6 separate regions of the Mus musculus genome follow, and regions 2, 3, 4, 5 and 6 are each linked to region 1. Evidence: chromatin contacts called from public Hi-C, HiChIP or PLAC-seq and promoter capture Hi-C data. All regions are on one chromosome and are shown on one strand. The core of a region is the stretch at or near the end of the contact, and the rest is flanking DNA. Distances in the headings are between cores, read along the strand shown. Region 1 holds the start of Cep112 (centrosomal protein 112). Region 2 has its middle 50 kb from the start of Cacng5. Region 3 has its middle 34 kb from the start of Gm24149. Region 4 has its middle 6.9 kb from the start of Gm36876. Region 5 holds the start of Cacng4 (calcium channel, voltage-dependent, gamma subunit 4). Region 6 holds the start of Cacng1 (calcium channel, voltage-dependent, gamma subunit 1).

What was found. Promoter capture Hi-C pulls out the DNA fragments that hold promoters and counts their contacts. Hi-C and Micro-C count contacts between places; a contact is called where the count stands out from the background. HiChIP or PLAC-seq counts read pairs in DNA pulled down with a chosen protein or histone mark.
Region 2: a Hi-C map of cortical neurons shows a contact between it and region 1, with 2.9 times the contacts expected there. The contact joins the enhancer-like site here to the promoter of Cep112 in region 1. A contact is called at or near these places in 19 of 39 promoter capture datasets (the 3T3-L1 cell line, 3T3-L1-derived adipocytes, the C10 cell line and 12 more), 6 of 15 datasets of contacts at CTCF or cohesin (CD8 T cells, the NIH/3T3 cell line, embryonic stem cells and 2 more), 123 of 484 Hi-C or Micro-C datasets (the 3T3-L1 cell line, the 63-12 cell line, the AML12 cell line and 81 more), 21 of 115 datasets of contacts at active chromatin or transcription factors (the 230-238 cell line, the NIH/3T3 cell line, T-cell acute lymphoblastic leukemia and 13 more) and 3 of 9 other capture datasets (embryonic stem cells, liver and pancreatic islet).
Region 3: an H3K4me3 HiChIP or PLAC-seq map of bone marrow-derived macrophages shows a contact between it and region 1, with 4 times the contacts expected there. The contact joins the enhancer-like site here to the promoter of Cep112 in region 1. A contact is called at or near these places in 5 of 39 promoter capture datasets (cranial neural crest, embryonic stem cells, hippocampal neurons and 1 more), 13 of 115 datasets of contacts at active chromatin or transcription factors (bone marrow-derived macrophages, craniofacial prominence, embryonic basal ganglia and 4 more) and 1 of 9 other capture datasets (embryonic stem cells).
Region 4: a contact with region 1 is called in an H3K4me3 HiChIP or PLAC-seq map of stem cell-derived neural progenitor cells, with 19 read pairs. The contact joins the enhancer-like site here to the promoter of Cep112 in region 1. A contact is called at or near these places in 3 of 39 promoter capture datasets (embryonic stem cells, hippocampal neurons and stem cell-derived epiblast-like cells), 11 of 115 datasets of contacts at active chromatin or transcription factors (differentiating embryonic stem cells, embryonic forebrain, embryonic stem cells and 3 more) and 1 of 9 other capture datasets (embryonic stem cells).
Region 5: a contact with region 1 is called in a promoter capture Hi-C map of hippocampal neurons, with 5 times the contacts expected there. The contact joins the promoter of Cacng4 here to the promoter of Cep112 in region 1. A contact is called at or near these places in 7 of 39 promoter capture datasets (the 3T3-L1 cell line, cranial neural crest, embryonic stem cells and 4 more), 2 of 484 Hi-C or Micro-C datasets (both in embryonic stem cells), 8 of 115 datasets of contacts at active chromatin or transcription factors (astrocytes, embryonic forebrain, embryonic stem cells and 1 more) and 1 of 9 other capture datasets (embryonic stem cells).
Region 6: a promoter capture Hi-C map of hippocampal neurons shows a contact between it and region 1, with 4 times the contacts expected there. The contact joins the promoter of Cacng1 here to the promoter of Cep112 in region 1. A contact is called at or near these places in 5 of 39 promoter capture datasets (the HPC-7 cell line, embryonic stem cells, hippocampal neurons and 1 more) and 2 of 115 datasets of contacts at active chromatin or transcription factors (astrocytes and embryonic stem cells).

The regions. Positions count from the first base shown.
Region 1 is chr11:108,423,595-108,427,340 of GRCm38.p6, forward strand. Cep112 (centrosomal protein 112) reads left to right here and starts at 1,672. Exons shown (of 27, transcript NM_001373899.1): 1 at 1,672-1,757.
Region 2 is chr11:107,863,625-107,867,473 of GRCm38.p6, forward strand. No RefSeq gene overlaps it. Among named protein-coding and RNA genes, the nearest start is that of Cacng5, 50 kb to the right of the region's middle. Within about 2 kb of position 1,702, at least 7 of the 459 cell types and tissues checked have an H3K27ac peak or open chromatin away from gene starts, as enhancers often do. A contact at or near this core is called in cortical neurons, where this site is marked.
Region 3 is chr11:109,099,420-109,103,448 of GRCm38.p6, forward strand. No RefSeq gene overlaps it. Among named protein-coding and RNA genes, the nearest start is that of Gm24149, 34 kb to the left of the region's middle. Within about 2 kb of position 1,347, at least 5 of the 459 cell types and tissues checked have an H3K27ac peak or open chromatin away from gene starts, as enhancers often do. A contact at or near this core is called in bone marrow-derived macrophages, where this site is marked.
Region 4 is chr11:108,972,025-108,975,640 of GRCm38.p6, forward strand. No RefSeq gene overlaps it. Among named protein-coding and RNA genes, the nearest start is that of Gm36876, 6.9 kb to the right of the region's middle. Within about 2 kb of position 1,562, at least 27 of the 459 cell types and tissues checked have an H3K27ac peak or open chromatin away from gene starts, as enhancers often do. A contact at or near this core is called in stem cell-derived neural progenitor cells, where this site is marked.
Region 5 is chr11:107,792,453-107,796,317 of GRCm38.p6, forward strand. It overlaps Cacng4 (calcium channel, voltage-dependent, gamma subunit 4), which reads right to left and starts at 2,254. Exons shown (of 4, transcript NM_019431.4): 1 at 1,793-2,254. The coding sequence starts at 2,012. Gm11650 (predicted gene 11650) reads left to right here and starts at 1,420. Exons shown (of 2, transcript NR_165828.1): 1 at 1,420-1,513; 2 at 2,486-3,401.
Region 6 is chr11:107,714,461-107,718,171 of GRCm38.p6, forward strand. Cacng1 (calcium channel, voltage-dependent, gamma subunit 1) reads right to left here and starts at 2,016. Exons shown (of 4, transcript NM_007582.2): 1 at 1,700-2,016. The coding sequence starts at 1,931.

The sequences.
Region 1 (3,746 bases), core at 422-2,921:
GTGCAGCAGCATCAAAGAGAAGGCCAAGCTGGGGTGGCTGGCCCACAGCAAGGCACGCACCACTGTGGCCTGCACCCAGATTAACTCGTGAGACAAAAGATAAGCTGGTAGAAGCTATCAGGACCAATGACAAAGCCAGGTACAAGGAGATCTGCCACCACTGGGTGACCTATGGTTCCCATTTTCAAGCTGGAAAAGAACTTGCCACTGAACTAGGTTAATTGTACACTGCTAAGTTTTCTGTCCATAAATATAGATTTAAAGTCATCCTTCAAAATGTACAATATAGTTATGGCCCATAGTCACCACGTTGAATGGTGACTTTAGTCCTCTTGAATTTCTTTCTTCTACTTGGAAGTCTGTATCCTTTGATCAGTAAGTGCACCTCTTCCAAGTGGTCTCTGACTCGTCTCATTTCTGCATACGTGGGTTTTACAATCTGATTCTTAGTACCAACGATCTGGATTGTGGGACAATCGCTCAGCTGCGAGTGTGCTCAAATAATGCTTTTGGAAACCAAATATTCTTGAAAGCATTCTTTCTTCTGTAGTACAAATTGCCTCTGAAATAATGAACAATTGCTGTCTCTTCCAGGGAGGTGGATTCCAAAGTGCACCTTGAAAGAACGTAGTCTTCTTCTGGAAGCTGAAAACAGCTAATTGCAAACAAGCGACTCCTCTACTTTCCTTATGTAAACTTGAAAAGATGCTTCAAGCTGTGCTTCAATTGAGGTTTGGCACCACACTGAGTGCATCGCAAAGACTCTGCAGAGGGATTCTATTGTGAACTTAGGTGAAAAGCAGCGGCACACTGCATTTCATTGAAGGGAGTGTTTTTTACAATTTAAATTTTGTTTCTGTTGGTATTTTAAATTATCCAGTTCAGAGCTTCCAGAAACGTAAAAGATCAAAGAACACCAGTACACAGCAAAGTTGACCGCCCGAGGTCCACCAGACTTCCTGGGAAGCGCAAAAATACATTTTCTCCCCTACTTGATGGTACTATTCTGTACAGAGTGTTAAACAGAAAGCTTTTAAATTTCAGTTCAGGATCTTGCAGGGTTAGTGTTTTCAGACTTATGATGGTTCTAAATAACAAATGTAAATATCCTGCTCGTTGTTTTGAATAATTCACCTCTGGAGTGTGAACTAACAAGGGTAAATTTTCATGCTTCGGACTTACTCAACGGTGATGTCTGTTCAAACGACAGGCTTTTCTGCCAATTACTGTCCAGTAGTTCCATCACTTTTGAGTTTTTCTTGTTCTTTCTCCTCAATCTTTAAAGTGCTCACAAGCGACTGAGTAAGAAGTCAGGAAGATGCAGCATCCACTGTATAGTCCAGGGATCACAGAAGATTAAGCCTGGAAACTAACCGTTCTGGGGAGATGGGCTAAAACCACGAGCTCGGCGCCTGCGCAGTAGACTAGACAGTTACCATAGCAACGGAGCTGCTTGCTGGCGCCATTTCTCGGAGGGTGGGGAAACAGTGAGGAGGGAAGTCTCCGCCCTTAGCATGCGAACTGCCCGAAGGGCGGAAATTCCCGCCCCCTCGGACTTGAGGAGCAGTGACAGACCTAACCCGGAGCGTCGCCATGGCAACAGAGTTGAATGCCAGCCGCAGCTCGAGGGGGCGGGACAGGCGAGTTTGCTAGTCCCGCCCCCGGTTTGCTGGACGGCCCGCAAGGATTTGAAACCGTTTGGCTGTGGCGGCTGGGCGTCGGCGGCCGAGTGGACGGCTTGCTTGTTGGGGCGCCAGGTTCTCTCTCTCTTGTTTCTCCCATCGACAATCCCCACCCGCCTCCTACTCCCAGGTTCTGAGTGGAATTTTGCGCGGGATGGAGCCCCCGCGCGTGCGGGTTGGCCCGGGGAGGGGCGTCGCCCGCAGGCCCGGGACCCGCGCTTGCGGCCTGTGTGGCGCGCGCGCCGGCGGGGTCAGCAGCCGAGCGACGGCCAGGGAAAAGTTCTCAGGAAAGTTTGGGCAGGCGGCATGGCGGGACCCAGAACCCCGAGGTAGGGGGCTTGCGGTTGTGAGAAGAGGTCTGTGTCCTGGAGCAGGTAGGAGAGCGGCCCGGGCCTGGGTGGGCCACACAGGCGCCGCTCCCGGTGCCCACTCGGGCGGAGGAAGTGACCGCCAGGAACCGGACCGCTGCAGTTCTTAGGTGCTGTCAGATCAGTCAGAGGAGGAGAATCAGACTGCAGGCCGACTCCGAGAAAGTCCTGATGAACAGTGAACTTGCAAGGACCCAGACTGGAGTCCCTGCCCTTTGGGGACCCAGCCTGGAGTCCTTGCCCTTTGTGGGGACATAGAGTGTAGTGATCCAGAGAGCAAATAAATAGGACCGCTGACCTTTGTTTCATCTTCGAGACAGAGTGGAATTCACAGAGATCCACCTGCCTCTGCCTCCTGAGTACCCCCCCCCCCATCAGTATGCTGGTATTTTTATGATTTGCATTTCCTATTTAAAGATACATGAAAGTAAGATAGAAAAGGCAATCAAAATGCCAGTGAACCTCATTACACAGCGACCACCTCTCCAATGCCCAGCAAAGCGGAGAGGAGGATAATTGTGCAGTATTCAGGTCCAGGATTGTCTCTTGGATTTGGGTCAGGTCCTGCACACTGTTAAGCCCCAGCTTCAGGCCTGTAAAGGACAATGGGAACTGTTCCTGTCAAGTTAGGTGCATTTGATGACATGCCGGGATACAGTTATGACACTCATAGTCTTGACCTCAGATATTTTCAGGAACTGTCCAACTTGTTTTAAAGAGAGTCTCTCACTTGGACCTGGGCTCCCTGATTAAGCTTAGCTGGCAGCCCAGTGTCTTCTGGGAAGGCTTCTGTCCCCCCTTCCTTCAAAAAAGGCAAAACAACCAAAACCCCCAAATGTGCCCGGGTAACCCTTGTTGATTTGTTGGCGTTTCAGGGCTTCTGTGTTATTCTTCACAATATACTCAACATATAATCTGATGGAACAAAAAGCATTTACACAACTTTCAGGAATAGATTGCGCTTGGCGAGGGGCATGCTCTGCATATGAAGTGTGTCTCTCCTTTTTAAGGATGTTACTATTGCTGGCTTGCTTGAGGTTTGCTGACTTCTGTGGCAGCCAGGAACCCTAAGAAGGTCTTAGCCCATTTCATATTTCATAGCTGTCCACAAAGAAATGGATTTTTTTTAAAGGCGAGACTAATGAGTTAAATAAAAGGCAGTATAAATACAGAATATAACTAAAAGGAGAGCCACCCAACTTCTTTTATTCCTTCTGAGGAATTCCTTTTTATTCCTTTTGTATATGCAATAGTCACATTGTAGTCGGTATCAGTGAAAGGCATACTATGAGTAATTTAATCCTAAGCCAGAATAGAGCTTTACTTATTTTACAGTTTTTTTTTAAATGGTTTTTCTCCATAGCTCTGGCTGTTCTGGAATTCACATTATGTAGACCAGGCTGGCCATGAACTCACAGACATACCTGCTTCTGCCTCCCAAGAGTCAGCACACACCACAGTGCCAGGCTTTTATTTTTCTATCTTGATACCTTAAATTCAAAGATCTGAGGAATAGTATAAAAACCTTTTCAACAGCTAGACATAATTTATGTGCACAATGTAATTTGTGTAGCAGGAATTCCTTCAAAAATTGAGATGTTAATTTATATATTTTTTGTTGTTGGCGAATGAATAGGGGCAAGGAAAAGCAGACTTTTAGCTTCACTATGTATCACTCCGGCTCTGTTTTTACGTG
Region 2 (3,849 bases), core at 452-2,951, 560 kb before region 1:
AAATCACTACTTGGGTTGGGTCAAAGATGAAGACAAGCTCAAGAACAGCGCCTGTGGTAGGGCTGGAGAAACAAGGTCACAGTGGATATTGTTCCCATCCACAGGGGGACAGAACATCCATCCCCCAGGACAAGCGCAACTCCAGAATGGAATAGGGAATGGGGTCCATAAACGATTGCCTAATAACTACACCACTAGGTGTGTCTTTGGGCTTAGGAATAATGTGGGGGGAAAGAAATCACCAAGGCACTAAAGGTACCATTTGCCATTGGGAGTTGGAGCCTTTAGTATAAGATCTGTGTTTGGAATTGGGAACTTTTATGGAAGTTTCAGACTGTCTCGAGGTAAGATGGGATACACTGGGTATTAAGCTTGGTCCTAGGCCTTTGTTAGACAGAGGTCTCTTGGCTCCTCTAGGCTGCCATAAATGCCAAACACAGTAGGTGGGTGTCTGGGGATGGGACAAGGCTATTGAAATGACCACATCTTCTGCATTTCCAAGAGTAGACTTGCCTTATACCAATGCTTGACTGTGAAGGGAATCCTCTTGGCAACACCCCAGGCCAAGGACAGATGAAGGGAAACGGCGATGACAAACTGGCCACTAGAGGGCAGAGTGGTTACTTCTTTTCCTTATAGACCTGGGAAAGCTTTGAATTTGGGGAGAAGAAACGATTCTTGGATGGTACCCGTTCTGTGTTGAATATGCACATGTATTATGTGATAAGGAATAAATGCAGAGTATTGACTTCAGATCCCAAAAATCAATTTCCAATGTGCTTGTGCACATTGGCTAGCCATGTACTTATCACGTATGTGTAGGTGTATATGTGTGTGGTCATATGTGTGCCAATGGGGGGGGGGGCATGCAGAGGACCCACCAGAGTCCATTCTTTCTTTTCAGCACGTGGGCCCCAGGGATCAAACTTCAGTTGTCAGGCTTGGCAGCAAGCCACTTACCTGCTAAGTCATCTTGCCAGGCTCAACATTTTCTTAACAAACTAAATGAACGAGAAGGCAGGCTGTCCACATCAAGGTAAGCCACAGCCCCTAGCATTGGATGCTGGAGTCTGAAATCACACAGTGGGCTGGGGAGATAGTTCCATGGGTCAAGTAAGTGCCTTGCTGAATAAGCATGGAGGTCTTTAACATCTCTTTCCCTGCCTTTACTTTTCTAGGGACACTTTAAGGATATCCCAGGACACCCAGAGTCCCTGTGGCAAAATTTATCTGGTCCATAACTTATGACCTTTTAGCTGTGTGACGTTGGATTCCTCACTCAGTCCTTTTGTGAGACAAAAGACAATGGTGTGCATAGTTAGGCTAATCATGGAATGGGCACAGGGGGTCTGTCTAGTGCCTGGCTCTCCCGTCCAACCATGCAGCCCATATGAGGGCTACCATCAGCTTTGTCTGTGTCCCTTGTCATCTCTGTGGCCAGAAGACAGTGAGAAGGACAAGGGGACACACAGAAATGAAAGATGCTGTTTGTGGTCCATTCCTGCAGCTACCAGCAAGTGCAGGAGGCTGTGAAAGCAAGCCTGCTGATCTCATGAGCAGTCCCATGGCTCTTGGGAAGCAAACGATGGGAACAAAATGCCAAGCTGACAGGCCTTGGGACAGTGTCCTAGAGCTCAGCCCTTGAAAAAACGGAAAGGTGGGAAGGCACAGCTTCCAAGAGGTGAGCCTAGATGTAGTCCCGACTCGACCCCTAGGGGGTGCTATAGGCCGGTGAACCTTAGTAGTATTGCGAGTTGTTCTGATTTCAGTGCCTTTGTAGCAAGCTGTCTGTCATTGGATGTAGGCTGTCCAGGGAGGACTGAGGTTCCCAAAGGGAGGAGCTGTTGGCCGAGGGTTGTCTACTGACAGCTGTCTCAGCAGCCAGCTAGAAGTTGGGTTGCCAAAACCCTCACTGAGGGGGGTTCCGGGTATGACATGTGTCTACCAAACTATGACAATAATCATTAGCATCTTCACCATGGCCTCGCTGCTTGACTGTGAGCATCCTAGAGGGCCAAGGGTGAGCTTGACTGCTCTTATCTTCACTCCTGGCCCCAGCTGAGAGCCGGGGCTTGGAAAGGTCCTCCTAAGTGGCTACATGCCCGGTGGACTAACGGCGGCCACCTTTGATGTATATCCTCCCAGTAACAAGTTACCTTTGTAGTATCTAATCGAGAGGCACGGAAGGAAGGTGGAGGGTTAGATCACTGACCAGCTGAGGCAGAGGGAGGAGCGGACTATTGCTCTGTGGACCCCATGAGCTATCCTGAGCAGATCCTGGGGGATGTGTTACTGAGATTACATCTTCTTGACCCTCCCATCTCCTGGCCTGGACTTCCTGTTCTGACTCCAGCTTGCCAGGAAGCCAACTTATGCTTGAGACACCCCCCCCCCCCCACCTGCTCCAGTTCTCCTTCAGATAGCTGCCCTATGCAGGCTGGGGTAGGGGGTGGGGATAGGTAGGAGGGGGTAGTGGGGGGTACAGGTCAGGATGAGCAGGAGGCAGAGAGATCCCTAGAGCAGCCATGGTGTCACAGGCAGGTCCAGGTTGGGAACCAATAATCTGAAAGTCCAAAAAAAAAAAAAAAAAAAAAACCAAAAAACCAAAAAACAAAAATCAAAAAAAAAAAACCCCAAAAAACAAACAAACAAAAAAACCCCAAAAACCAAAAACCCACAAAAAAACCTGAGATGCTCCAAATAGTGACACCTTTGAAGATGATAGGAAACTCCATACCGGACCTTATAGTTGAAACTGGTTTCTTTACTACCACAAAGGGTGATATAATGTCACTAGTGGATACGACGCTAGCAGGCTTGCAACAATGCTGCACACAGGACCAAGGCTTTTATGTGACACCCACTGCGTTCTTGGCTGATCTTCGATTGTGGTGTAAAAATATCGCTGCAAATGTCAATAAGGTCTTATAGGTCACAGCGATAAGAAAAGGTGTTTACTTTTGTCAATAGCTCAGGAAGCCAAGCTACTGGGGAAGCAAGACTGTGTGACTGTAGAGTCTTTAATTTTTTTTTTTTTTTTTGGTTTTTCGAGACAGGGTTTCTCTGTATTGCCCTGGCTGTCCTGGAACTCACTCTGTAGACCAGGCTGGCCTTGAACTCAGAAATCCTCCTGCCTCTGCCTCCCAAGTGCTGGAATTAAAGGCCTGTGCCACCACTGCCTGGCTTAAATTTTTTTTTTAACTAGTTAATTAGCTGTGTGTGGCGGGGTGAGGAGTCGGGGTGTATGCTGTAGCATACATGTGGTTGTTGAGAACATCCTGTGGGAATTGGTTCTCTCCTACCATATGGGCCCCGAGTTTGGTGGTGGGTGCTGTTATCCCGAGTCATCTCACCGGCAGGAATATGGAGTCATTCAGAGGTATGAGTGACTGCTAGGCCTGGCCTGGGGAACAGAAGGGCACCCATGTGAGATCTGGGCTGAGCCCAGGGAGCTGAAGTTGGTGGAAAAATTTACGAGAGCCCCAAATCTCAAGAAAACTACCTTCAGGCTATGGGCATAAGATTATATCTAAGGCATAAATGGATTTTGTGTTTAGGTCCGAATCTCATCCCTGAGGTGTCGAGTTATGGACACGCAAATATTCCAAAATCTAAAATTAAATCTGAGATCCCAAACACTTCTGTCCCTGAGTGGTTCAGAGAAGAGATATCAGTCTTTACATTGATTGCAGCCCTGTCTCGAGGGAGGAGTTTGAGGGATGCCAGCCAGAGGAGCGTGTGGAGCATCAGGGACAAAGGGCAAAGAGCAAAGGTCAGGCAAACCCAGGCCTCCATATCTCGGAGTTGAGAGATTGAGTCAAATAGCTCCTCTTGGACTCCACGTGCATG
Region 3 (4,029 bases), core at 97-2,596, 680 kb after region 1:
TGTGTGTGTGCATTTGTGCATTGTGCGTGTGTATTTTGAGTGTATTTGTGTGCATGTGCACTCCTGTGTGAGTGCATGTGCATGTGTGTGTGTGCACGTGTGTATGTGCACTCCAATGTGCATGTGTATGTTTGAGTGTATGTGTTTGTATGCATGTGCAAGTGTGTGTGTGTGTGTGTGTGTGTGTGTGTGTGTGTTGTAACTACAAAGGTATCATGAGACAGGTGGAAGAAATTTTAAGGGATGTGGAGGATAGGTAATGGAATAGACATGACATGAAAGCAGAAGGGGAGACTATCGGGGGAGCAAGAGGAGCAGCCAGAGTGGGGGCAGGGAGCACAGGGATGGGAAATGAATGGCAACAACGTATAACACATGAGTGAAAACACCTTAACAAAGCCCATTATGTTGTGTGCTAGCTTAAAAAAATTTTTTTAAGTACTTTGTGGAATTAAAATATGAGAGAATGGCCACATAATTTTGCGTAAATTCCAGATACACAGGAGTGGGCTTGCTGGTGAGGCCTGAGGAAACTTCAAATGAGATGGCTTTGAAATGTCCTTACTGGCTTCAGTTTCCTGAGCATACATCGGTAGTGGGATCTCAGGATTGTACAATGATTCTATTGCTAGGTTTTTATTTATTTTTATGACAGTTCTTTATACGCGGGAGGGGGCAAACGCCAGAGTATACTTGTGGCAGTCAGAGGACAAAAGGAACTCGTTCCCTCCTTCCATATTGTGAAACCTGGGGGTTGAACTCAGGCCGTTGGCCTTGGCAGCAGGCATGTGTACCCACAGAACAGGTCTTGCAAGCCCCTATTTCTAGTGTTTAGAAGGATCTCTTTATGCTTCCCCGAGGTGGCTTTGCTAGTTTGTATATCCAGCAGCTGTGCTGAAGAGCCACCGTCTCTCTCCAGCTTCACCAACATTTGCTGTTCATGGTTTGGGTTTGGCCTATTTGACAACAGTGAGAGGAAGTCACTCTTGTTTTGTGCCACATTTCCGGGTGATGAGCGATACCCAGCTTTTCCCCCTCCATATGCTTGTTGGCTAATCTTCTATTCCCTTTTAAAATGAGTCATCTGCCTATTTTTTTTTCTGCTGAGTTGTGTAGTTCCTTATATCTTCTTGCTATTAGTCACTTGAAGATGAATAGTTTGCAAATATTTTCTCCCACTTGGTAGGTGGTCTTTGCGCCCTGTTGGTTTTTTCCCTTTGCTGTATAGAAGCGTTTTAAACTAACTACGCTCCTTTCTGCCACTTTTTGCTTTCGTGGTCCATGTTTTTAGGGCCATATAAAAACAGTCTTGCCTAAACCAATAGCCTGAAGGATGTTCCCTTCTTCGCCCCTCTGAGTAGTCCCATCGTTCTGAGACTTAAATTTGAGCGGATCATTCTATTGGCCCCTCGTCCCTCCACACAGCGGCCGTGCTTTCTGACATTGCCGCTGTTGCTGATGGCTTGAATAAACTAAGAAAGAAATGTCTTGCAGATTACTGTGATGTTGATGAAGGCTTTAATTTCCAAATTGAGCTCTAATTTGTAGGTGGGGCATGGGATTGCGCTCGCATGAATATGAATGCTAACGTAATAAAGTTTTATACAGCAATAGGGAGAGTTGTGGGCCAGAAGGTGAGGGAGACCAGCAAGATATGAACGAATAATAAAAATGAGATACTGTTAAGTTCTGTGCAGCGAATGATGGATGGAGGTATTGGCTGGTGACAGGTGGTCACTTCCGGTCTCTCACTTCCGGTCTCTCCCAGGGAGGTGGCTTTTCAGATGGAGATGTGCCTCTGAGTGATACATCTTCCTCTGTTTCTTCTCTGAAGTATATAAAGACGGGTGGTGCCTGATCACGCTTTCCATCTTTCGCTTACACAGACATTAATTGGTCAACAGTCAAAGGAGCAGGTATGGCTGGCGAGATGGCTCAGCTGGTAAGAGCACTGACTGCTCTTCCGAAGGTCAGGAGTTCAAATCCCAGCAACCACATGGTGGCTCACAAGCATCTGTAATGAGATCTGACGCCCTCTTCTGGTGTGTCTGAAGTCAGTTACAGTGTACTTATGTATAATAATAAGTCCAATAATAAATCTTTTGGCCGGAGCAGAGGTCCTAAAAACTCAATTCCCAACAACCACATAAAGGCTCACAACCATCTGTATGACTACAGTGTACTCATGTACATAAAATAAATAAATAAATCTTTAAAAAAAAAGGAGCAGGTCATCAGTGGGGGGTCATCTCTTGCTCCTTCTCAGCCCTTCTACCTGCCCCACCCCGTGCCACATACTCCCACCCCGTCTGAGAAGTCTGAGTATAGCACACAGTATATATGAACCACACAGTGCATGTTGGAGTTTGAAGGTATGGGAGAACGCCCAGAGTTCAGCTGGCCTTCAAGCTGTCTTCCTGAGGTTGGTTGGCCTCAGTCTACCGGTTCTGAGATCCAGTTTTTATTCTGTTCCTCAGAGGAACTTAGAATGAAATAAACCAGTGGTGTGAACATTGAGGGAGAATCTCTTGGCATTTAGTAACTATCCGTACAGCTGTTGTCAGGTCATGCTGATGACATAAGGACCCCAAGGTTGTGGGTAATCTCATACCTTGACCTGCATCTGCAGTGTGCCAGTTCTCTGAGTCTTACCCACTTGCAACACTTCCCTTCCACACAAAAGAGAGCACTCAGTCATCTCCTTAAAACACTAGTATTTATTTAAATTTACTTAACACCATTTATTGTTGCTGTTATTGGTGGTGGTGGTGGTGGTGGCAGTGGCAGTGATGGTGGCAGTTGGTAGCCTTGGTTTGTGTGTGTGTGTAAGGCAGAGTACAACTCTCAGGAGTCAGTTCTTTCCTCCCACTGTGGGTTCCTGGGGTTAAACTTGGATTTTCAGGTTTGCACAAGTTTAGCCACTGAGCCACCTCCCCCTCTCCAGTCTCGATTTCTTGTATTATTACATGGCGTAACAGTTAAGAGCATGTATTGCTTTCCCGGAGGACCCAGGTTCAGTTCCAGCATCCATGTGGTGGCTCACAACCTTCTGTAACTCCAGTTCTAGAAAACCCAATGCCTTCTTCTGGCCTCCTCAGGCACTGCATGTACATGTTGCACCAGACATACATGCAGGCAAGACACCTATACATGGAAAGTAAAAAGAAAAAGCCAATAATAAATACTTAAAATAATTAAAATAAAATTTAAAACATTAATAAACTCACATTCTTTTATATTAAAACCCTTCCTTCTGTCCCTTCTGCTGTAGCTTCATGTTCAGGCGATTCTCTGTAGCTGCGTATTCAGGCAGTACTCTGTGCATCCCTCATAGACATCCCTGTCTCTGTCTCCTGGTGCACCTGTGGGACTGTTTCCAAAGTAAACTCCTGGGAATGAAACTGTAGCGAGATGTGCTAAGAGCAGGTGCAAACTCCCTAGATAAGATACAGTGTTTCCCACGGAGAGACTTCACTTGAACAACCTTGGCCATAGTGACGGTGAGGAGCTCGGGTCCAGGTGGGCTCATGATTGCCTTCTGTAATCAAGATACAGGAGACTGTCGGCTTATTAAAGTAATGGTAAATTCGTGTGTGTGTGTGTGTGTGTGTGTGTGTGTGTGTGTGTGTGTGTGTGCATACATTCCAGGGATTGAACCTCATAACTCATAACCTCAGGACCTCAGAAACACTAGACAACAGACCTACCATGGAGCTTCATCTACAGCCCCCTATATTTCCATTTTTAGATAGGATCTAAATAGCCCAATGCTGGTCAAGCCTCCTGCCTCAGCCTCCCAAGTAACTAAGTCAGTGTGCCTGTGCCACAAAGCCTTGCTTATATAAGTGTTTGTATTCCATTTGGGGGGAGACAGGGATGCTGCTTGCAGCACAAGACACCCAATGGAAACCAGAGGGCAGGCTGCTAGAGTCTGCTACCATGTGGGTCCTGGGGATTCGGTTCCGGTCATCAGTCTTGGTTATACATGCTTTAACCTTACATCCATCTCAGCCCTGGTATAAATTTAAT
Region 4 (3,616 bases), core at 312-2,811, 550 kb after region 1:
TCCCCTCCTCTCCTGTTTTAGTTAGCATTAACTGTCAACACAGCCTAGAATCACCTGGGGGTGGGTGGTGGGGCGAGAGACTCTCAGTGGAGTAAGTGATACTGGGTTGGCCTATGGACACCGGAAGCTGAACCAGCAAGCCTTGTTCCTTCTTCTTGACCTCTCACAGCAACGAACTGTGACCGGCAAAGGTAAGCCAAACGAACCTCTCCTCCCCCAAGTGCTTATAGTCAGGGTCTTCTCACAGCAATGGAAAGGGGCCTGGGTACTCTACTCCTGGGATTGATCCTAGTCCCTCTGCATGCCAGGCAGGTGCTCTGCCACTGCTCCAGCCTCAACTCTCTTTTCAACTTTTTCTTTGTTTGTTTACTTGAGACAGGGTTTATCTGTATAGCCCTGGCTGTTCTGGAACTCCCTCTGTAGATCAGGCTAAGACCCTGTAGATCCAATTAAGAGAGCTGCCTGTTCCTGCCTCCTAAGTGCTGGGATAAAGGCATGCTGTTGCTGTGCCCACCCCCTTGTAAACGTTTTAAACATTCTTACATTGATTGATTGATTGATTGATTGATTGATTGATTGGTTTTTTGAGACAGGGTTTTTCGGTGTAACAGCCCTGGCTGTTCTGGAACTGGCTCTGTAGAGCAGACTGCCTTGAACTCACAGAGATCTACCTGCCTTTACCTCCTGAGTGCTGGGATGAAAGATGCAGGCCACCACTGCTGCCTCTGTCGCCACAACCACACCTGGCACATGGTTTGATTCTTCGAAATTACATTCTAGTAAATTTACTAGGTTGGGATTGAGCATACTCTGGGACCTCAACAAGCCCTGAAATTTAAAATTCTCCAGCCTCAGGCTCTCAAGTAATAAGACTACAGGCTGGACAAACAGGCCTGGAATGTGTTCTTTTCTTTTTTTCTAAAAAAGGTTTATTTAATTTATGTATGTGCCTACATGTGTCTGAAGACACACCAGACATCGGATCCCATTACAGATCTTTGTGAGCCACTATGTGGTTGCTGGGAATTGAACTCAGGACCTCTGGAAGAGCAGTCAGTGCTCTTAACTGCTGAGCCATCTCTCTACCCCCTTTGAAATGTTTTCTTGATTGCCATCCCATCATCTACCTTTGAGGCAGGAAATGATGGGATGGCATCATCTTTACTATCTTTACTATCTGTATACCCCAGAATAGGGGCTGAGGGCACTTTCCTTCACACAGAGATTCTCCTGTACTCCCCAAGCAACCAGATTAGGGGGGCAGGAGACCTGTGTACCTAGGGGGCCCCACTCACCTGTCAAAGTTAAGCTGGCTCCCCTGCAGCAGAAGGGGCCACAGGCCATGTGGGTGACCCTCTCTGTCTGTCTTCCTCTGTTGCTATCTCACTTTGCTGAGCTTCTAGGCCCAGATTGAGGGTAGCAGGAGGTGCTGCCTTTGGGATGGACCAGCTGACAGCCCAGCACACTCCAAGACTCCCTTTGTGCTGGGTGGGGTGGCCAGGCCTTCCCTGGAGATCTTAGCAGTCCAGGGCCAGAGAGCCACACAGCTCCTCATGAAACCTCAAAGCGTTCTTTGTTCTGCGGCTGAGGACCCAACCTTTGGCTGGTTGCTCGGAGGCTGCTGGGAGATTCCCTTAGTGAAAGAAAACGGGGTTTGGATGAAGATCACAAGGAAGTCAGTTCTTTGCTGCTCTCCACTGGAGAGAGGCTCTGGCCACTTCCATTCTGCTGCTGCTGCTGCTGTCTTTGGGAGTGTGGAAGCCAGCTTTTGGTGTAACTCCAGGGAGCCTTGAAATCTATGACACCTGGGCCTGCCCCCACAGGGACTCAGACTGGTAGGGCTGGTGAGACTTCCAATGTGTCATCTGATTTGCGGACCACTGGCTTATACCTGAACTTTACATAGTGACCTCTTCCTGTGATGACAGAGCATTGACGCCCCTCCCCCCACCCCCCAACCCCATCCCTTTTTCCTGGCAGGGAGCTCCACAAGAATCTTTGTTTAGTTAGTGTGAGGCTATACTATTGCTGGAGCTGACTGGAAGCCTCCATTTCCTCGTCTGGAATGCAGGGAGGGCCAGTATTCTTTCCAAATAGTGGTTGCTCTGTTCTGAGCTGCTTGCTGTCTTAAGCGCTTTGTCTGAATTAAGCCACTGGGTCTTCACAGCCCCTAGGAGACAGGTACTGTTACTACTCCTGCATACCAGGCAGGGAAGTAAGAACACAGGAGGCGGTGGGGATCCAGCCCAGGATCCGGGAATCGCCTGGCCTGGGAGACTGCCTGCCTGCCTGATGTTCTCCAAGGGCTGGATGGGCTGCATTGTGCACTGCAAGAGCATCTTCCTCTCACCAGCTGCTAGCATCGTTACTGTTAGCTCCCCACTCCACCCTTCTACCCAGCCTCCCTCCTCTTCCTTTCATTCACCAAACAACAGTGTTCACTACCAACAAGGGTGGCAGATAGGTGGCAGGTGGAGGGGGGAATCTGTAAGTTGAAGGTCAGATGTGACTCTTTCAGATATAGCCTCCCTCATAGAGTCAGGTCTTGGGGGGGGGGGGGCTCCTGCCTATGCTTGTTGAGGTCTCCTTCCCTCTCATTCCTGCCCTTCTGGGTAAAATTCCATATCCCTTGCTTTCTTCTTCCCATGAGGCCCATTGACATTTTGAAATGGGTTTCTCAGCATTTCACCTGACACAAAGCGTGCCCAAAGAGGAAGGACAACAGATGCGGTTGGAGATCAGGGTGGGAAACCTTGGCTTTGGGAACACTGGCTAGCCAGAAAGGCTCACAGCCTAATCCCCACTGCTTTGCACAGCTAAGCTGGTTAGTCAATGCAAGTATTTGCCAGTGGCGGTAGCTACAGGCCAGGAATCCAGGGACAATGTTAGAGGTGGTCACAGTTGTGGGACAAGATGTTGGGAGCAGAGGAAGAGGCATGCAGGCTGAGGGAGGAGTGTGGTGAAGGCTGGGATGTGGAGGAACTAAGATGTCCAGGAGCGAAGGATGTTTGCTGGAGCATGGGACCTGAGCAGAGAGTGGAGATGTAGGGATGAGAGGGTCTGACCTAGAATCTCACGTGACCTGAGGACACGGTGCCTTTGTCTCACAGAATGTCTCACAGAATGGGGTTTCACAAAGAACCTGGAGCCTCCTTGGTAAGTCTTGAAACTAAGATCCAAACCTCTGGCATTTAAATAGAGTAGAAAAGGGGCTGGGGAGATGGCGTGGTGGGTAAAGTGTTTGTGTGAAACTATGAGGACCTGAGTTCAAGCCCCAGAATGGACACAAAGAGAAGCAGGACACAGGGTTTGTAATCCCAGCACTGGGAGGTGAAGACAGGAGGACCCAGCGGCCAGGAAGCTTATCCTAAGCTCCAGGACAGAGAGAGACCCTGTCTTAAGAGGTCCATGACACTTAAAAGCCAACACTTGGAGGTTGTCCCCTGGACTCTATGTGCATGCATATATGTGTCTACACGTCTGCACACATACACAGTAGGAAGCATAAATGCATTGTCTATGGTAGTGGGAAGAGTGGTTTTGTGAGATGGGATCAGAATTTGCTGGTACTGAGGTTTTCAGAACGAGGCTGGGCCCCTACAGAGGATGCCATTCT
Region 5 (3,865 bases), core at 1,004-3,503, 630 kb before region 1:
GCGCTCAAGTTTCCCTTGGGAAACGGGAAGGTCCAAGCTCCGTGGGTTTCTTGGGATGGGGGTGGGAGGTGGCATCCAGTGGAGCCTGTGAGGCAGAACTCACACAGCTCTGCAGCCCTTGCTCTCTAACTCAGGTGCGGTGGCAGGTAGTGACGTGGGTACATTCTCCAGATGAGAAGTGTAGGTGTTCACGATCTGAGCAACTGCATGCCCAAAAATTATGTTTTTTTTTCAGAAGAAAAGGGGGGTGTCATCGTGGGCCCACCACTTCCTTTGTGAGGCGTTCTTTCCCCCTTAACTATTGATCTCACAACTCTGTCATCTACAAACCGCTCAGAGCTAGCATAAAACTCCAAAGTGCAGAAGCAGTCCTGATCTGGACTCGGAATTGGAGGACAGAGATGGACAGGAGCCCAGGGTCTGGCGGGGACAGTGGGGGGGGGGGTATCACTAAGTCAAACCTCACAATGCCTCCTTTCATATGATTCAAAACGCGTCCAGGAAGGGCTATCTTTCTAAGAGCTGGCCCTCCTGTGGCATCCCACCACACTTAAGTAGCTGAAGGGAGGAGAGGAGGGAAGAATTTCCTCAATTTCCCAGGGGCGGAGTGCACACGAGAAATGGTGACGGAAAGAAAGTCGAAACACTACGCAAGGATTTTTGAGAAATTAAAGCAATGATCGCCAGTTCCCCTGATCTGTCCCCAGTGTCAGAGACCAACCAGCCGATCTGACTACAACCTGGCAGAACCAGACCGCCCCTCCGTAGACACCTGTTAGTTCGAGTTTCCGTTGGGCATGAGGGCGCCAGGAGGGCTAAGAAGCCTAATGCATTTCCGGCGTCGGAGGTTTCTGCCTCGCGCTCCTAGAAGCTGTCCCCACAGTCCAAGGGACTCAATCCCTATCTCTAGATGCATTTCAACCGAAGCACACCTCTCAAGTCTCTGTATACTAGGGGGGTCACAGAGCCCCGCCCTGCCCTAACAGCGACCACGCCCCTCCCAGCCCACTCTTGGTCCGCTGTTGACTCTCCTCTCCCCAGTTTGGTTCCTACGGAGGTCTCTTGCCGACTTCGTGCTGAGGGGCAGTGACCCAGGGCTTGCTGCCTCAGTTACGGGAGACGCGGCGCGGTTCCCCTCTTGTACCCATCGCGCAGAGAGGAGTGAGTCTGTGGTGTCAGGGATCAAGAGAAGGCCGGCCGGCTGGAGCTACCTGGCTCCCCCAGAACCGCTTGGGGCCCAACCTGTACCCCGCCCTTACCCTCTCAGTTGGGGGCTTGGAGTGAGCGCCTAGCTGCCCCGGGGCTCCCCGCCCCCGGCCGGCCCCGCCCCAGGATGGCCAGTTCCCATAGCAATCGCACAGACACCGGTTGCCAAGCAACCCCTCCCCCTCCTCCCGCGTCCGCTTTCCCCCCAACCCTAGACTCCTCCCGCCCCCACGCCAGCCTCCACCTCCCCCAGGGGCGCCGGCGAGGCCCCTGGGGATCGCTCCGCTCTCGGGTTGCGCGCGCGTGCGTGAGTTTCTGTGTGTTTCATTGTGTCTGTGCGCGAGGGGGTGTGCGCGTGCGAGCCGAGAGTTTGTGGGATCGGTGTGTTGGGGAGGTCCCCAGCCTAGAGGGACCCGAGGCTGCTGCGCCCGTGTCCACTCGGGAACCCACCCTCCCAGCTTTAGGTTCTTTGTGTCTCGCGTGGAGCCAGCGCCGCGCCCACCCCTCCCCCGGCCCACTCCCCGGGGCAATGTGTGCGTGTGCATGTGTGCGTGTTATGTGTGTGCGTTGGGGGTAGGGGTCCTACCTTCGATGCAACACACCCGCCACAGTCCCGAATGGGTGAGGTCGCCGCGAGCGCGGCGGGGCGGGGGCCCGTCGTCCATGGTCAGGTTGGTGCCGTTGCAGATGTGCGCGCTGGAGTACAGCCAGTAGTCGGTGCCGATGGCGATGGCCATGAGCGAGAAGGCGGCGAAGGCTCCGGCCGTGGTCAGCAGCATCTGCAGCCCGCGGTCGCATCGCACCATGGTGGGCGCCTCATAGTCCGCCGCCCGCCGGCCCGGCCCGCCGCGCCCGCCCGCCCTCCTCCCTCGGCGCGCGGCTCCGGGGGCTCCAGGGGCTGGGGGGCCGAGGGCCGGGGGGCGGCGCCGCGCTGCGCGCTCCGACCCCGCGCCCCGGGCGTGCCTGCGCTCCGGCTGCGCGGGGCTCAAACTCCGAGGCGCGGCGGCGAGTGAGGGCTGCGCGGGCTACGCGGGCCGCCGGGCGGGCTGGCGGCGGCGGCAGCGGCGGCGGTGGCGGCCGGGGGCTCCTCCCTCTCGGCCCGCCCTCCCCTCCGCTCTTGGCCCGCGCCCTCCGCGCCTCCACCCACCGCCCGCCGCCCGGCGCGCTCTCTCGGCGCCGCCCCTCCGCCTCTGGCCCCGCGCTCGCTCTCCCACGGCCGGGATTTTCCCTCCCCTCTCTCCCCTCCCTGCGCTCACGCGCGCTCTCTTTTCTCTCCCAGGCTTCATTCACATTATCAGAGCGAAGGAAGCCGAGGGAAAGAAAGATTGGTTCCCTGGAAGGACCCCGGGGAAGCTGCGTCTCCAGTCACCTCTCTTTCCAACCCGGGACAGCCAGGATCTCCTTAGTCCCCAGGATTCTGTATCCCATTCTGTGGGATGGAGATTGCGTCCCCTTTCCTTCTTTCCCCACGGCCTTATGGCTGTACCTGGTTATGAAGGTCTAGGCAGGGATGTACTGTGAGACTCCTCGCGTTTCCAAAGGGCCCAGATGTGGGTCACAGACGGGAGACATTCTTTATGGGCCAAGCCAGATGAAGATCACCTCCATTTCAACCGAAGCAAGCCAAGGGGTTCTAGCAGGCACTGGGGAGCTCTGGACTTCTTCGAAGGGGGACTGAGGATGTGACACACTACAGTCACACTTCTGATAGTCCATTGCTGATAGAGGCAGGAACACCAGCAACTACATTGTAGCCTCCAGCTGTTTCTTCTCCCTGTCCTTCTCTGAACCTTTACTTTTTCTCCGGTTGGCTCTTCCTCAGCCTAACCGGCTCTTCCTCACCTCCCCTTAACCTTGTCAGACTCTGCCTCGGGGCCTCTGGCCTCTTCCCTTAATTGCTTTTGGTGCTGGCAGGGTCCCAAGCTGGATACACTCCGAGCTCCTTGGAGCCAGGCTCCTTCCTTGCCACCCAGTTCCCCTCCTCCCCTGCAGGAGGCCTGAAACCCACGGGGGGGGGGGGAACTCAGGCCATTTCTTACACCCTTGTCCCTGTTGCATCCTCGAGGGTTGTTCTGTGGGCTGCTGTTCTGACCCCCTGGGATTGAAAGAGACACATGGAAAGCTGCTGCCCTTGCAATTTTACCTCCCGGGCCACTTTCCCAGCTTTCCTCAGAGAAAATAAATGAATGACCCCAGCCTCAGAGCACTCACTGTTCTTCCTCTCTGGAGAGTGTGAGCTCCCCCCTCGTATATAGCCGTGTGTGGTAGCAATGTGCAAATGTTTGCCCTGGGAAAAATTATCTTTTGCTGGGAGAAGGGAATATAAACAAATAGAAAAAAAAAACCAGAATAATAAAATGTGAGGGCCAGGCTGACTAGCCCAATCAGCGTTGCTGGCCTTTTCCTCTGCCTTTGGGGGGTGTCTGTTCTGCTTTCCAAAGTTTCAAAGGACGAGAGTTATTGCTTTTCTTCCCTTAAAAAAAATCACTGTCATCTAGGGCTGTATTGTCTACCCAGCAGGTGCCTGATATCCGGCTGAATGGACCAGAAGGCATGTGATGGTTTCTCCTGTTTCAGGGCAAGGCTGCTCACCTCTGTCTCCAGGAGCCTCCAAGATGAACTCAAGGTTCTGTGCTCTGAGAGATTTTTGATTTTTGGG
Region 6 (3,711 bases), core at 766-3,265, 710 kb before region 1:
CCAGCCTGTCTCTCTCTGTGTAGACATGCCTCATCTGCTCTGACTTTAAAAGGCACATGGCTCAAAGGACAGGTGGACAGAACTGTAATGTCCCTTCTCACGCACGATCCCAGAGAAGCTGCCTCGCCCTGTTCTGCCCTGCCCAGGGAGTTGGCCGGATGATGCATCTGTTTACGAGTGTGTAGAGTGGCCAAGGGCTGTGGGCATCAGGTTATACGATATCCTTCAAGCACATGCTCACACCACTCAATGCCCTCCATGCTGAGACTCTGTTTCCAAGACTGCTTACAAATCTCTGGATCCCCAGCAGTGATGAGTGACGCCTGGGTGTCCTGAAGCAAGAGCTAAGAAAGAGGAGGGAGGAGAAGGATGGGAGGGCCTGCTCTGCACTCCACATGCAGACTGCTGGGTCTTTAAGAATCAGGACTGAGTGCTTGAACCACAAGCGTTAGGCAGGGGGACAGAAGGCATTGTTCTCTATGTCAGGATGGAGGCCACACATGCTGTGACCCACTGAGGCCTGGGTTCCACCCCCCAGAATTGCATAAACTGTCTAGATGCATAACTAGTTGGAGACCCTGTATCAAAACAAAAAAAGGTCCTTTAAGAGGGCAGTGGATAGCTGTGGCTCCAGCCTGGGCCTCTTTTCTGTCTGGCATGTTCTTTTCTACCATGCATACTTCGCTCGCTCTGAATCCCAGGGGCTCTATACTGGCAGAATAGAGATGATGTATCACACTAACACCCAAGCTCCCAGGCAAGGACCTGCCTGCAAGGTATGGGTAGGGATTGGAAGAATACCTTTCAACCACTACAGAAGGAAACGTGGAGAATCCGAGTGATGTAAACTAGGGAAGAAAACATAGTAGGACCACGGGCTTAACAAAGCATCTACACACTACCTTCTGTTTTATAGCCATGCGGCAGCTTTGACCCACCCCAACCCCCAAGGAGTCCATGCTTGGTCCATGCTCTGCCTTCACCAACTTGACATTCTCAGTACTTAAGAACCAGGAACCTGGGATTTTTTTTGTTACGCAGCCTGACAAACTAGGTAGGAAGAATCTTGCCTATACTTTTGCCTAGAGCAATGGCCTCAACCTCCCTAATGTCAAGGATCCTTTAATACAGTTCCTTGCGTTATGGTGGCCCCCAACTATAGACTTATTTTGCTGTTACTTCATAACTGTAATCTCACTGCTGTTATGAATCATGTAAATATCTGATATGTAGGGTATCTGATATGAGAGCCCCAAGAGGTTGTGACCCACAGGCTGAGAGCTGCTGTCTCAGAGGCTAAGAGCCAGTCTGCCCCATAGTTTCCTCTAGCCTGAGGTCTTTGGGTTACTAGCCTGTCTGTGTAGGGAGTGAACGGACCTAAGACAACACTGAGTCTTTCTGAGTGTCTGCTGTTGGGGCCAGAAGTCCCTGGTCTGGTCGACCAGAAGTTTCTGGAGTCTCTTAACTTACTGGTCCAGCCACCTGCACTGGATGAAGAACATAGGCCTTACAAGATGGAGCTGGAGACAAATGCCCTAGTTTTCTACCTTAGCTCTGGCCATACAAAGTACCTCAGGCTGTTTCCATCTTGATCCTTTGCAGAAAAATCTGCCAACAAACTCTGCTCCCACAGGTAACTTATCTTGGAGTCTTGAAAGGACAAGAAATGGAAAGAAGTAGAGGAAAATGGAACCCTTACCCCCTGATGGTGTGACGTGCTCACAACTCTTGTCTTTGTTGTGCACGGCAACCCGAGCGGTGCAGATCCTCCAGAGGCCAAAGTGGGCTGCCTCGCACGTTTCATTGTGGTGCTCCAGGTGTGGACTCAGCACGGCCCAGTGGTCAGTCACCACGGCCACCATGGCGAGCACCCCGCCCACCAGGATGAAGAAGAGGGTCACACGAACCTTCGCTGTTTTGGTCTGTGACATGGCGGTCGTTGAGGTGTGGGTGCTCTGGGCAGGGGGCAGCAGCAGTGTCTCCCAGGCAGCTAGCTAGATGGTGGCAGTGGCTACGGAGCTGGGAGTGGAAGCTAAGTTTAGTGTGTCTGGCTGAGCCAGAGTGGGCTGGCCTTGGGGCTGAGAGACACTGGGCAGTCGGAGCAGCTGCTCAGGCGTGTCATGGGCCTGAGGAAGACTTCTATTAATGCTTGTCACTAGGCGTGGCACTGAGGATTCCTTCGGCTCAGGTTTCAGGGCTTTTTTCCCATCTGAGGGCTAGAAATACCCCCCACCCTGTCCCGGAGGAGGGGGAGAGAGAGAGAGAGAGAGTGGATACGGATAGTGGTGGGTATCTGATGTTCGAAAACGCCAAGCTCTTGATAGTGGCCTGAGAGATCTACAGAGTAGACTTAGGTTGTGTGTGTGTGTGTGTGTGTGTGGGGTGTGAGCAGTGGTCAACAGGCTCATTAGCTGTGTGGGTGTTCAGAACCAAAAGGGGAACCCCAAGAGTTCTTGACGGCACAACTTTCCCGTCTCACCCTGCCAAGGCAGCTACCAACACCAGCAGTGTTTGTGAGGACCTCAGGAAACTGTCTGCAGGAAAGCAGGAGGAACTTCCACAGAGCCCACCTCCCAAGCAAGCTCTTTAGTGGCAAGTCCTACCTCGTCCCCTGGGTCCCAGGAACATTCTATCTGATTCCCAGGCCTGAGCCTAGCTTGACACAGGTCACATGTTTTACTATTGTCATCTATCTGCGACTGGGCCCAGAAGAGCAGCTCTGCCCCTGAGGTTCACGAGCCCTTGTGCTTTTCAGATGTTTGTGAAGAGCTCTCTGCAGCACCCAGAGCAGCCTCGAGGGTCATGAGGCCAGGAAGTGGACTGGACCGGAGCTGTTGCTTTGCACTGTGTTCAGAGACAGGCAAGAAAGAGTTTCCATTCTGTTCCCCCCTCACCTCTCATGTAGCCTCTCATGTAGCCCAGGCTGGCCCCACACTTGCTATGTAGCCAAGGAATCCTCCAAATTCTCACCTTCTCTGCCTCTACCTCCCAAGTAGATTACTTTGATGTGCCACCATGAGGTGCTGGGGCTCGAACCAGGGCCTTGTGCATGCCCGGCAAGCAGGCTACCAACTGGGTTATGTCTTGGGGCCATTTTATTTTCAACAGGGGTAGAAAGAGATTGATTCATAGGTGACCCATAAGAAGCAAACGAGATGCAGATAGAGTGAGGAACTTGGGAAGGTTCGGGACCCCTGTCCGATGGCCTTGTGTTTCCTAGCCCAGCTCCTGAGGTTCTGCCATCTGTCACTGTCTCAGCTCAGCAGGTGGCCCTTTTTGGGTAAATCCACAAGGTTGACACCTGACTGGAACTAGAACCCAACTAGAGCTGGGCAGGGCGTTGCACCTCCAAAATCTCAGCCTCAGGTTTATGATCGGAAGGCTCTCGCCAGGTGTAAGGAGCATTCAGATGCTAAAGTCACTCAGTGCTGACCCCACTGAGAATAGGTACTGTAGCTTCTCCTCAGGGAGTGCTTGTTGTCTTAGTGGCCCTCTGCTGGAGACCAGCCTTCTGATGGGTGGGTATGAGTGTGGGAGGTGCAGCTGGCGGAGGCCACTAGAGGAGGGCTCTAGAGAGCTATGGTGAGAAGCTATGGAGGTTCAGCCTGCTTTCAGCGAGTCCTCTGGCTTCTGATAATCTGTCATGCCACAAAGGCTCTCGTCGCCTCCACTGAGCCCTGGCCGACATGCCGTCCTCACCATGGTGGACTG